Linked DNA regions of Capra hircus: region 1 is linked to region 2. A link is a contact called in public Hi-C data. All regions are on one chromosome and are shown on one strand. The core of a region is the stretch at or near the end of the contact, and the rest is flanking DNA. Distances in the headings are between cores, read along the strand shown.

Region 1 (6,371 bases), core at 3,063-5,562, 140 kb after region 2:
CCCTCAGGATGGACAGCATCAGCGAGAGAGAGAGAGACCAAGCTCGGGTATGAAGCAGGGTCTGCTACTTTATTTTCTCAAGGAGTTTTTATACCCTGAGTTTGCACGTTAAGGATGAACAAGTAAAAGTTAGTTTAACGTTACATCAGTTTGTCCTTTACGACACCCAGGATGTTTTCTGCATTCTTCTTTGTTTATGAGAGTCTTTTCCATAGTATATTTTTGTGCATTGTCTTCTGGCCTTGGGGCCTATCGGCATTTTATGACCTTTTCCCGCAGGCTAGGTGAATGTAAACCCTGTTTTCTATAATCTATTCTTTGCCTTGAGCTTAACAGAAAAGTTGCAGTCTCATAGGGTAAGGGTACAGCAGGTTGCAACATAGTAGAAATGTAACAGAAAGGCCAGTTCTTTTGCAGAAGTCACCAGCTAAATTTATACAATTGTCTTATTATTTTCACACTAGGGCTAAATTCTTATTTTCTAAATCCCTAACTATATTAACAATAGTTTTTATTGTACAACCTTAACACATTAAGAGGAGAAGGCGATGGCACCCCACTCCAGTACGCTTGCCTGGAAAATCCTATGGATGGAGGAGCCTGGTAGGCTCTATGGGGTCCACGGGGTCCCACAGAGTCGGACACCACTGAGCGGCTTCACTTTCACCTTTCACTTTCATGCACTGGAGAAGGAAATGGCAACACACTCCCGTGTTCTTGCCTGGAGAATCCCAGGGACGGGGGAGCCTGGTGGGCTGCTGTCTCTGGGGTCGCACAGAGTCGGACACGACTGAAGTGACTTAGCAGCAGCAGCAGCAGCACATTAAGAGCAAAAACACAGCAAGCAAACATGGATCCAGTAACAACTTTATAGAATAATATTTTTTATGTTCTGTAATAGGGCTTCTTCACCCCCCGAAGGGCTCTGTGCCTATTAGGGCTTTTTTGTGTGTTCAGGTTCTTTATGCTGTTTATGATTAAGGTGTTGTGAACAGTCATGTGCATTAATACCAAGGGCATAAACACATTTGTCAAGCAAACTAAAATGCTAGCAAAAGGGGTTTAGATTGAAATACTCTTCCTATCCCGGATAATCTTATAGGATGCCACCATCCGAGGGACATATTGATTAAAGTTTCAAGTTGATTTGTTTGCAAAGAGATCGGGGAAGGCCTTCTGCTTGTGTCACAGAAATTAGGGAGCAGTCTAGTATAGCAAGCATCAGAAAGACAGATATCATCTTTAAGGTGAGTGCCAGGGCAGCTTTTCGAAATCCCTGGAGTCCTAATCTGCCTGCTTGTCAGGTCTTCTCCTCATGACCTTGTCATGGGTGGGACCTCGTGTGCTGGCTCCTGGCAAGTAAATATTCTTAGATCCTGTTCTTCAGCAATTTCTGAGTCAGAATTTATTATAATTCATTACTGTTTATACCAAGATGATGATTTTTTGACCCTTCAGTGTCACTTTCCCTTCAGATGGTTTTCCTGTCACTGGGGGAGGGCTTATGTACATGTTTGGACTCAGTTCTATGAGCTCTCTTGGTTTCATCTATAAAGCAGGGATAACGACACCACACAGGAGTGTTGGAGATGACAGATACAAACAGGTAAGCACAAAGCCCAGCCTCTCCACAGTAGCTACTGCTGTTGTCCATTCTCATCTGTGAGCAAGGTTACAGGTTTCCTGATTTGGGAGCTTTGGGCATTTGGAGATTGAGGGCAGGAGGAGAAGGGGACGACAGAGAATGAGATGGTTGGATGGCGTCACCGACTCAATGGACATGGGTTTGGGTGGACTCCGGGAGTTGGTGATGGACAGGGAGGCCTGGCGTGCTGTAGCTCATGGGGTCGCAAAGAGTCAGACATGACTGAGTGACTGGAACTGAACTGGCCAAAAATTAAAGAACAGATGAGTCTTTAAAAAAAAAAAGAAAACAAATTTAGAAGGGGTGGCCCTGGGTCCCCTACCAGGAAGATCTTACCCATAGGTATCTGTGTCTGTTCAGTCATGTGTGACTCTTCGTGATCGCATGGACTGTAGCCCGCCAGGGTCCTCTGTTCATGGGATTCTCCAAGCAAGAATGCTGGAGTGGGTTGCCATTTCCTACTTCAGGGAATCTTTCTGACCCAGGGATTGAACCTGTGTCTCTTATGTCTTCTGCATGGGCAGGCAGGTTCTTTACCACTAGCGCCAAACACAAAAATGAGGCCAAAAGGAGGAGCTACAAGAATGGGGCAGTGGAAAGTGGATAGCTATGAAAAATAGTTCCTTGAGGAACCCATGAACTAAAGGGGGTGAATACAAGGCAGTGCCTGAGTAAAGCTGCACTAAATACCCAAGCTTGGCTTATCTTCATCTCCACCCTGGTTTCTTCTCCATGTGACAGGGTCAAGAGAGACCCAGGCATTTCCAGAAAGTTCTCAAAGAGAATTATCAAACTGTTGGTTAGTTTTAATTTTTGACACCCACAAGTGGATACTTTTACAAACACAGAGTAAGAGAATGTTTTGTTGGGCTCTGGATAATCGCAGGACATTGTTGTAAAGAATGATGCCGTGTTCATTCCAGGCTGGTGGTAGGGGTGCAGGCTTGAATTTGGGGGACAAATATCTTCCTTTAATGCTGTCAGGGCATCTTTGTGATGCTGTCCACATGCACAAAGTCCTTCACAAAGAAGGCAAAAGTCTCTTCATGGACATGAGGCTGGAGTATGTGGTTCACCTGTCACCTCCGCTGCTGTGTGACCTGCCTGCTTGGCACTCAGACTGGGTCACGTGCTCTTTTTTATTGAATTGGGCACCGAAGGGTCTGGAGAGCAAGAGGAGATTGTAGAACATCTGGTACCACTTGAAGATCACTGCCTTTATTCCTTTGATATTAGAGGCAACGTGCATGCTAAGTCACTTCAGTCATGTCTGACTCTTTGCGACTCCATGGACCTAGCCCGCCAGGCTCCTCTGTCCATGGGATTCTCCAGGCAAGAATACTGGAGTGGGTTGCCATGCCCTCCTCCAGATCTTCCCGACTCAGGGACCGAACCCTCATCTTTTAAGCCTCCTGCCTTGGCAGGTGGGTTCTTTACCACTCGTGCCACCTGGGAAGCCCCGAGGCAAGAAGTGAGGGCAAGAAATGTGCTGACTTGTCTCCCTCTCCAATATGCAGCCTGATGCCCTCTCCTATATGCAGCCTGATGCCCTCTCCCCAACTTTGCAGCGGACTTGACCTGGCTGAAGGCAAGTGTTGACCATTAGTGAGTAAGAGTGGTGGGGGTGGGGCAGGAGTCACTGTTATTGCCCACCCCTACCCCACCAAGATCAATGTCACCATCCGGGAGGATTGTGCCCAAGGGGCTGAGATATCTCAGAGGCAAACAAAGAGTCCATTATTAACCTGGTAAATTTGTTCCATGTGGCCCAGCATTTCCTTGCTTTCTTATTGACTGATTTGGCAGTTGTCAGTTCTATGAATAAATATTCTGCAGACCTGAGTCCTCAAGTTGTCTTTAGATCTATTCAATACTGATACTTCCTGGGTTTACCAAGCCATTCTGTCACAGCGAGAGAACACCAGGCAAACACTCGGTCGTGAGAGGACACTGGGGCAGGTGTCTCGGACCCCAGAGTCAGACTTGGGTTTGATCCCAATTCTGCATTTCTGCAAATAAATGGTTCTTATTATCTCTACACTTCCCAGGTGGCGATAGTGGTAAAGAACTCACCTGCCAACGCAGGAGACATAAGAGACACACTGTTAGTCCCTGAGTTGGGAAGATCCCCTGGAGGCGGAGGGCACAGCAACCCATTCCAGTATTCTTGCCTGAAGAATCCCATGAACGGGAGCCTGGCAGGCTACAGTCCATGGGACTACAAAGGGTAAGGACACGACCGAGCAACTGAGCACACACATTATGTCTACACCCACACTTGCAATTATCTCTCCTCGGTCCACTTCCTGTCTGAAGCTCTTGCTCAACTGTGGTTGTGACTCAGAATCTGTTTATTGTGGAGTTTCCATTCCTTCGGAGGCGCACACAAGAAGCAATTTTATTCATTCTGACCACTGTTCTCTTCACTTGATAATAGCTAGAGCAGATTGTTTTACTTCCTGAACATCTCACAGGTAATAAAAGGATCCATTTACTTTGGAACGTCACTCTCCAGTGCAAAGCCAGGCTCTTTCTCTGCCCCATCAGAGGAGGAGGGGTGCAGGAGGTGAGGGGCACACAGGCTGCCCTGCTCACCTTCTGAGAACCCCGAGCAGAGTAGGGAGGGGGCGTGTCCCACACTGGACACGCCCCCTCCCTCGTCCTCCTCGCCCTGGTCAAGCTCCTCTGAGACGCGGTAGGGTCTTGCTTGGTCTGTTGATCTGGGCTGCTACTGCCAGTTGATTTCTTCCCATCACAGACAAGTGAACGGTGTCCCTGGGTAGGCCTTAAACTTGCCACCTGTGTCCTCCATAGGCCCCTGCCAGCAGTCCGAGTCTCCAGCCCCCTCAGGGCGACCAAAGGCTCTGTTACGTGTTGACTGCTTTTTTCTAATCCTGTCACTGTGACCGACTCCAACCATGTAACCCCAGGAGAGATGATGCCAGGAGCCTGGGGAGTCCAGAGCTGAGTGACTGTCTGTCATCCCCACCTCCACCACTTGGTGGCGCGCTCTCGCTCTCTGCATGGGAGGCTTCTTGGCTCCCATCACTCCCCTATCCCCTGCTATTTCACAGGGCAGGGCCGCAACCCGGGGTCTCCTTCTATAGCCTCTGTGGGCCACAAGGAACTGGGGCAGGGTCTTCTTCCCTCTAGGCACTTCTCGAGTGAAAGCTCCCCCCATCACCCCCGGCAGCTTTTATGCTGTGGAGGAAATAACCACTGCCCTGAGGGTAATTGTGGGGAACTGATGGGATCACACAAAATAACTGGCCCAGGGTTTAGAGAATTGTGGTTGGCCCAGGGTTCCTGGTAACAGTTGCCCAGGCTGCACACTGAACAACTCTGGTGTCATTTCACTTCATGGTCATCAGAGATGATACCCAACTATGGGTTTCTGGCAGAAGACAGTCAAGTGGCGATGCAGAGGCTGACAGCAGGGGTCATGATTCCGCGCCCCCCACCCCAACCTCCACTAAGCAGCCCTCTCTTCTCAGAACATCAAGCCCTGCTCCCTCTCTGCCATAAGGATCCTAGAAGCTAGAAACCAAGGGCCCGTTATCCACAGACCCCCAGCTGGAAGATCCCCACCCTGTCTCATCCAGAACCATGGTGACTTCATCTCCTGCCTCAGGGCTTTCTGGGGCCTCTGGCTGAGATTTCTATCAGGGATGGAGGGACATCCAAGGACCCTCAAATCAGGTCACGGTGCAAAGAGGGAAACAGGAAGGGGAAAGGGGCATCCAGTGAAACTCAGAGTCAGCTTCAGGCTCTCTCTCTTTTTTTTTTTTTTTTTTGGCTTTTATTGTTCAGTTGCTCAGTTGTGTCTACTTTCGAATCCCGTGGACTGCAGCATGCCAGGCTTCCCCATCCTTCACTATCTCCCAGAGTTTGCTCAAACTCATGTCCATTGAGTCAGTGATGCCATCCAACCATCTCATCCTCTGTCGCCCCCCTTCTCCTGCCCTCCGTCTTTCCCAGCATCAGGGTCTTTTCCAATGAGACGGCTCTTTGCATCAGGTAGTATTTTTGGCTGCGCAGGGTCTCCATTGCTGCATGTGGGCTTTCTCTAGTTAGGGCAAGCAGCTGTGGTGTGTGAGTTTTTAATTGTGGTGGCTTCTCTCGTTGCAGAGCACAGGTTCTAGGCGCATGGGCTCAGCAGTTGTGGTGCATGGGCTTAGCTGCCCCATGGCCTATGGGACCTTCCCGGACCAGGGATGAAACCCATGTTCCCCGCATTGGCAGACAAATTCTTAACCACTGGACCACCAGGGAAGTCCTAGGCTCTGTCTTTTAAGGGGCAAGTCTAGAATTTAAAGGGAGTTGCATAAAAAGAAGCAACAACTGGGGGTATAGTGACTTCCAACATCCAGCAGCATAGTGGAAAACAGAAAATAACTTGTGAAATGTAATAAGTGACTTAATGTAATATATAATTTGCAATTATGATCATTTTAGCAAATGCCCTCTGAACCATAACCCTAATTAACATATATCTTTAAGTGAATCACACACACTTACCTTTCTCTGAATTTCCTTGATAGCAGTACTAAAGTACTAGCTTCTGTGGACATAAGCTAATAGATATTGTCATCTGTGTGGCAACAGAGAGAGAGAAAAGGAATAGTAAACTAAGAATATTTTAAGCTTTTAACTTACATGTGGATTTTGTTACAAACCTGGCGTGCATCCAGATGGTTTTCATTTCCCTTTGATGTATATTTGATGA
Region 2 (6,828 bases), core at 3,911-6,410:
TGCATCACAGCTTACAAAGGTTTTTCACACCCTCTGTCTAGAAAAAGCCTCAATGGGAAGAGCTGGGCAAAGAGGGCAGAGCAGGTAGAAGTATTGCCCCATCTAACAGATAAGGAAACTGAGGACCAGATGGATAAAAACAACACACCAGAGTTACACAGTTGAGAAAGGAGAGTCAGCTGAGAAAGGACAGTTTCCAACTGTGCTCCAGAGCGCCCCCCAGTAGCCCTGATTCCACTGGCTGGTTCAAGTGAATCTGTGTTTTTCAGGTGAAGCTTGGAGGGTACGCCGTCAACAAGTGGCGGCTCTAGGGCTTGAACCCAAGTCTCCGAGTCGTCAAACTTGCCCTAATTCTAGGGGTCATTTTCCTTTTGTGCATTTGCACTAAAATAGTGCAGTGGTGCACTCTTGAAAAGGCTCCCATGCATGGTAACCTTTCCCCTTCTAAGGATAGCTGTGAAACATTTACACAAACTCATCAACTGGGTAGGGGTCCAAGAAGGAAAACATGAGGCTTTGCAGGAGGCAGGTGCATGAGAGGAAAAGCATTGATCCTGCTCAATGATTCCCAGACTTCAAGCACTCAAGCCCCAGCTTCACAAGTTTTGCCCATATATATGCACCACCTTAGCACTGCGTTAGCATTTACTTAGCTTTAGTATTATGCATTTACTTAGTATTTTCCTTTAAACTGATTCACTAGTTTAGTTTAGTCCCTCAGTCGTGTCCGACTCTTTGCGACCCTATGGACTATAGCCTACCAGGCTCCTCCATCCTTGGGATTTTCCAGGCAAGAGTACTGGAGTGGGTTGCCATTTCCTTCTCCAGAGGATCTTCCCAACCCAGGGATCAAACTCAGGTCTCCCATATTGTAGGCAGACGCTGTACTGTCTGAACCACCAGGGAAGTCCTAGTTAAGCTTACATAAATTTTTGAATTTTACATCACTGAAGTAGCTGGAAAACCCACATCATTTGAAGCTATCTACTGAAATATACATGTATGACTTTTTAAAAAGAGGTTTTGGAGCCAACTAAAATCATCTCAAGGAACTGCCATTGGTACCAAAACCATGCTTGGGAAGACATTGGCTTAGCAATGGTGCTAATTATTTGTGTGTAGGTGAAAGCTTTGGAGTAGGCTGTAGATGGGTGGAGCAGGAATGGCACACCCGCCACTAACCGAGTATCCCTGGTGGTCCAGTCGTTAAGAATCTGGCTTGCTTCTGAATAGCACAAAGAACTATAGTCAATATCTTATAATATAACCTATAGTGGAAAATAATTTAAAAAATAATGTATGTGTATAGGTATAACTGAACCACACAAAAACCTACTTTTTAAATTTAGTTATGTTTATCTTTTTGCCAGTTTTTCTAAATGTCCTGTGGACATCTAATAACAGCATATGAGATACAAAAGTTTAAATATATTTGTGTGGGATATAAGATTTATACAAAATAATATAAATCGAAATCTATCATATTTAAACTGTTAATAACATCATTCAAGATGCTCCTATTCTTATTTTTTCTGCACTTGATAAAATATTCTCAGAGAGATGTTAACATGTGTCACTATTATATTTTTTCTTTTCCCTTATATTTCTTCTGATTTTTGCTTTATATATCTTAGCTTCTTTAGTGTTTAGTGTCTAAAGGTTTATGACGTCTATTTCTTTGTGCATTGTACCTTTTTTCATTTAAAATATTCATCTTTGTTTCATTTAAAAATAAATTAATTAAAAAAAAAGAATCTAGCTTGCAATGCAGAGGATGCGGGTTGGACCCCTGGTCTGGGAAGACCCCACATGCTGGGGAGCAACTAGGCCCATGCACCACAACTACTGAACCCAAGTGCGGCCACTACTAAAGCCTGAGTGCTCACCATACTCGGCAACAAGAGAAGCCACCGCAATGAGAAGCACGTACCCTGCAACTAGAGAAAGCCCATGTGCAGCAACAAAGACCCAGCGCAGCCCAAAATAAATACATATATTTTAAAGTGACTCAAACAGAAATGTCCATCAAAATTTTGATGGTTATGGTTTTCAAAGTGCCAGCCTCTGAGATGGGGAGAGTTAGGTTGCCAGTGGGTTGTGGAGAAGACGCCATGGGAGGGACGTAGGCAAAGGGCTGGGCCCTCTTTCTTGTCTTCTCCCATCTCCAGGGAGAAGACATCTTCAGGGTCTGGGGAAGGGTGAGCAAGGAGGAGGGCAAGGGAGAGAGATCTAAAAAGCCCGTGCACCCGAGTTCTGCCCTCGTGAGTGGCACATGAAAGAGGGCTGCTCACCCGTTACCAGAACTGACGCTGAGCCAGTTTCTGGTTAAGAGGCAGCAACTACATTTCCTATCTCTTGAGACCCTTTCTCTGGGGTCCCTGGGCCATCGGGTGAGGAGTCCAGCTTCTCTTCTGGAGAGAACAGATGGAGAGAGCCTGAAAGTGCCAGGAGGAGAAGGCATGGCTGGGCCTGGCTTCCAGAATCTTTCAGAGTCTTCCAGACATCCTTGCTGAGGGATGGACAGGTGAGTGAAACCACCTTGGACCCTCCAGCCACCAGCCAAGTGCTGCCAGGAGTCTCCAAGCAAAGCACTAAAATGCCTGGCCATGAAATCTCTTGCTATAATAAGCTATCTGTTGCTCTAAGCCAGTGAGGTCTGGGGAAACCTGTTAGGCAGTGTAGACACAGAGCACTCGGTGTTCTCCAGTAGAAGGAGCCTGGGATACACAGTGGGACACACCTGGCCTCTCTTCTAGCACCCTGCTTCTATTTCCCTCGGCTGTAAAGCGGACAGAATAAAACTGCCCATGTTTTCAGTGACAGTTCAGTGAGCTGACCTGCACATGTAGCAGGGATGTAGGCAATGTCCACTCCCGGAAAGGGAACCATGCGGCTCTTGTCGGTGGAATCTCTATACTGGACTCAGAGCCTGGCCGCAGGAGCGCAGCCCCTCGCGAGAAGCGGCCTGAAATCAGCTGGCTTTGGAAGGGTCCTGAGTGGCAAGTCTCAGGCAGAACATGAGTTTAGAATCATGCTGCTAGTGAAAGAGTCCTGGGAGGGTCTGGAGCTCATGAGTTCCCACCCTGCTCCTGCCTTGCCCCGGGGAGGGACACTCACCTGCTTTAGCCAGACGTTGGTAGTCATCATTTGGTTCTTCTCATCCTGACCAGTAGCGGGAGAGAAAGCAGTTAGACTGAGGAGCGAGTCCCAGGAAACAGGGCAGAGTGGGAGGAGGTGATTCAGGATCCCACTCGCCAAAGAAGCTTTGACATGATGCCCCAAGTCCAGCCCACCCTCCGCCCCTCCTGATAGTGCCCTCCTCACTCAGATTCTTCAGGATCACACGGGCCTCTGGGTCCTCTGGGCTTATGTCAGGTGACACAAGGAGGGCATTTAGAAAACCCACTGCTGCCAATCACCGTCCTCCCTGGAGGGGCTCCAGGGCTGAGAGTGGGAGGGAGACTGAACACCTGTGATGCTGAAGGGTGAAGCTCTGACTGAGGCGGACTGGGAGCACTGGAGATGGGGAGGAACAGAGGAGCCCTGGAAAGGGGTCCGTGCCCAGGGCTGATCCCAAGGGGGAAGGATGGTAGGACAGACGCACCACATCGATGAGCTGGGCGATGGACAGCCCAAAGCGCACGATCACCACGTCCGAGGTGTTGGGCACCGGTCTTGCCCAGCGGTTGTAGCCCCTAAAGAGGTGTTTGAAGAGGCGGTCCTCAGCGTGGGTGTGGGGGGCCCTCTTCGAGGATACTGTTGGACAGGAAGGGAGATGGGGGTTTCCAGGAGTCCGTGGTGCTGGGCACTTGGCTCCCTCTCCCGTCCAACCAGAGCCACTCAGCCTCACTGAACCTTAGTTTCCTTACCTGCAAAATGGGCACACTAATCCCGTACCTATGTCAAAACACTGCTGAGAATGAAATATAATAACGTCTGTTCGAACTTACAAAGCAACCAATCAGTGCATAGTCGGCACTCAAGCAATATCAGTTACTCTGTGACTACTGGATAAGGACTGATGCTGAAGCTGAAGCTCCAGTACTTTTGCCACCTGATGCAAAGAGCTGACTCAATGGAAAAGACCCTGATGCTGGAAAAGATTGAGGGCAGGAGGAGAAGGGGGAAGCAGAGGATGAGATGATTGAATGGCATCATCGACTCAATGGACATGAGTTTGAGCAAACTCCAGGAAATGGTGAAGGACAGGGAAGGCTGGCGTGCCAAAGTCCACGAGGTCACAAAGAGTCGGACACAACTTAGCAACTGAACAGCAACAACAACGGATAAGGGGTGAAAACAAGTACTCAGAGGGGTGCAGAGCAGTGGGAAGAAGTCAGACAGAGGGAAAAGATTAAGCCTGAAACTGAGGAGACCCAAGGGACAGCAAACTGTGAGAGGCACCTGATTGTGAGGGGTGAGCTGGCCCCGGGAACTTTCACCCCCATCCTCTTATAAGGAACCTCTAATGCTAACCATGAAATTCTCTGCCACTCGGAGAATCTCCCCTGTTTTTCCTCAAACCACTGGTATCTGCTCCTTCTCATCAGCTAGGTAAAGTGTCCCCAGATTGTCTGATGGAATCACCCTTGTCTGGTTTCACCCTGTTCTGCAAACAGTTTCATCTCTTCAGGGTTCTCCTGCCTGAGTAGGTCGAGAACCACCGCTCTAAAATTCAAAACATCGATAGCAGCTGCCATGTATGTATCTCAGGTGCTAGTCACTAGCCTTCATTCCAGGCCGCACCCCCAGGAGCCCTGGGAGGGTCACAGCACAGTTAGCATTTTGCAGATGGGGAGAACTGGGCTTGCGAGGTTCAGATGCCCGCAGCGAGCGCCCCCTACCATCCCGCGATGGAACAGCTACCCTGAGACTCGCGGGTCACCACCAACGCACCTGCAGCAGTTTCAACCCGAGGCATGTGCGCTCACATGTGTGCCAGGATGCCCTGGGGACCGCCCCTGCTCACCTGCCGGGATCAGAAGAAGCCACCAGAGCCCGATCTTTGTCTTGAACGGGATCGCAAGACGGGAGGGACCCATGGCTTCAGAGGAGTGGTCTGGCGGCTGCTGGACATCAGAAGGAAGGCCGGCTTGGGCTTGGCTGTGGGTTGAAGCTGGGACCACTCCCCCAGCAGGGCCTGGAGAGCTAGCACGGCAGATTTCCCTGGTTCCTTCTCACCTCAGAACCTGAGTGAGCCCAGCGAAGTGTTCTTAGGGTGATGCCTCCTTGACGCAAGAAGGCATCACCTCCAGTGCCTCACACCTTTGACCTCATTTGGACTTCCCATCAATCCTAGGAAGGTACAGGGAAGGGTATAGTATTATCCTTTTTATTTAAATTAAAAATACTGATGATCAGAAAAATTGACTGATTTGCCCAAGGCCACATAGTTATTGATGCTTTTGAATTGTGGTGCTGGAGAAGACTCTTAAGAGTCCCTTGGACTGCAAGGAGATCAAACCAGTCTATCTTAAAGGAAATAAACTCTAAATATCCACTGAAAGGACTGATGTTGAAGCTGAAGCTCCAATACTTTGGCCACCTGAGGCAAAGAGCTGACTCCCTGGAAAAGACCCTGATGCTGGAAAAGACTGAAGCAAAAAGAGAAGGAGGTGGGAGAGGGTGAGATGGTTAGATAGCATCCCTGACTCGATGGACATGAATTTGAGCAAACTCCAGGAGATAAGTAGAGGACAGGACAGCCTGGTGTGCTGCAGTTCATGGGGTCGCCAAGAGTCGGACACAACTTAGCAACTGAACAACAACACAGTTAACAACTGATGAAGTTGGAATTCAAGCTCACATCTCAGCTTCTCAATTATAACGTGTTCTAGTGCCACTCAGCGGTGGCAAATAGAAAGATAATTGTGTATGAGCGACTCGGCCAGTACTGGCTTGTGTTTTGTAGGTTGTGACTGTCATTGCTCTGCCACAGTCACAACTAAGGTCTGTGAAAGACAGGTGGTGACAAGGCCCAGGTGCCCTACACCAAAGCCAGTCTCACCTAGATCCAGAGTTCTAGGAGGTTCCTCCATGCACAGCTTCACTCCCTTCTCCTTCCAACCAGTATCATGGCTGCAGATCCCAAGACTATAATCTGTTTCACCTTCCCACCAAGGGCACTAAATAAAAGCATGTTGTTTTTTTTTTCCCACTCATAAGAATAGGGGGAAAAGAAGTAGAAATCAAGGCATGCTGAACTTGCACCATATAAAGATTCAACCAGAGACATCCAAGACCCTCTGGAAGAATATGCAAATGAGATTCAGTCGACTCCGGTGGACATATTCCTGCAAGAAGACTCACACTTGCATATCTTGTAATTAGTCCGCTATGATAATTTAATTTGTCACTGGAAACCAAAGGAGAAACTCTTCCAGGTAATTAGCAGTAATTAGAGTAAATTTCCACCTCTTGTTAGAAAGATATGAAAAGAGAAAGAGCCCCAAACCCTTCAATCTTCCACATGCCTGGACTGGCAGGTTAGGGGGGTGGTGCCTGCAGGGTGATGACCCTATTTGTAAAGTGGGTCTGGATGAAGGGGGTGCACAGGGAAAACTATGCAAAAAGTATTACATATATAAAGGATTCAAGGCTTCCATGTGGCTCAGATGGTAAAGAATTTGCCTGCACTGCAGGAGACCTGAATTCCATCCCTGGGTCGGAAAGATCCCCTGGAGAAGGGAATGGCTACCCACTTCAGTATCCTTGCCTGGAGAACTCCATGGACAAACGAGACTGGCGGACTACAGTCTATGGGGGTTGCAAAGAGTCAGACATGTGACTAACACTTTTTCATTTCAAAGGGCTCGGACATGCTCACTG

Evidence for each region. A called contact is a pair of places that touch in the nucleus more often than the background predicts.
Region 1: a Hi-C map of blood shows a contact between it and region 2, with 2.3 times the contacts expected there. The contact joins the enhancer-like site here to the promoter of CHRNA2 in region 2. A contact is called at or near these places in 4 of 5 Hi-C or Micro-C datasets (blood and liver).

The regions. Positions count from the first base shown.
Region 1 is chr8:74,498,504-74,504,874 of ARS1.2, forward strand. No RefSeq gene overlaps it. Among named protein-coding and RNA genes, the nearest start is that of APTX, 63 kb to the right of the region's middle. Within about 2 kb of position 4,313, at least 2 of the 5 cell types and tissues checked have an H3K27ac peak or open chromatin away from gene starts, as enhancers often do.
Region 2 is chr8:74,359,890-74,366,717 of ARS1.2, forward strand. CHRNA2 (neuronal acetylcholine receptor subunit alpha-2) reads right to left here and starts at 5,161. Exons shown (of 6, transcript XM_005684036.3): 1 at 4,970-5,161; 2 at 3,605-3,756; 3 at 3,118-3,162. The coding sequence starts at 5,042.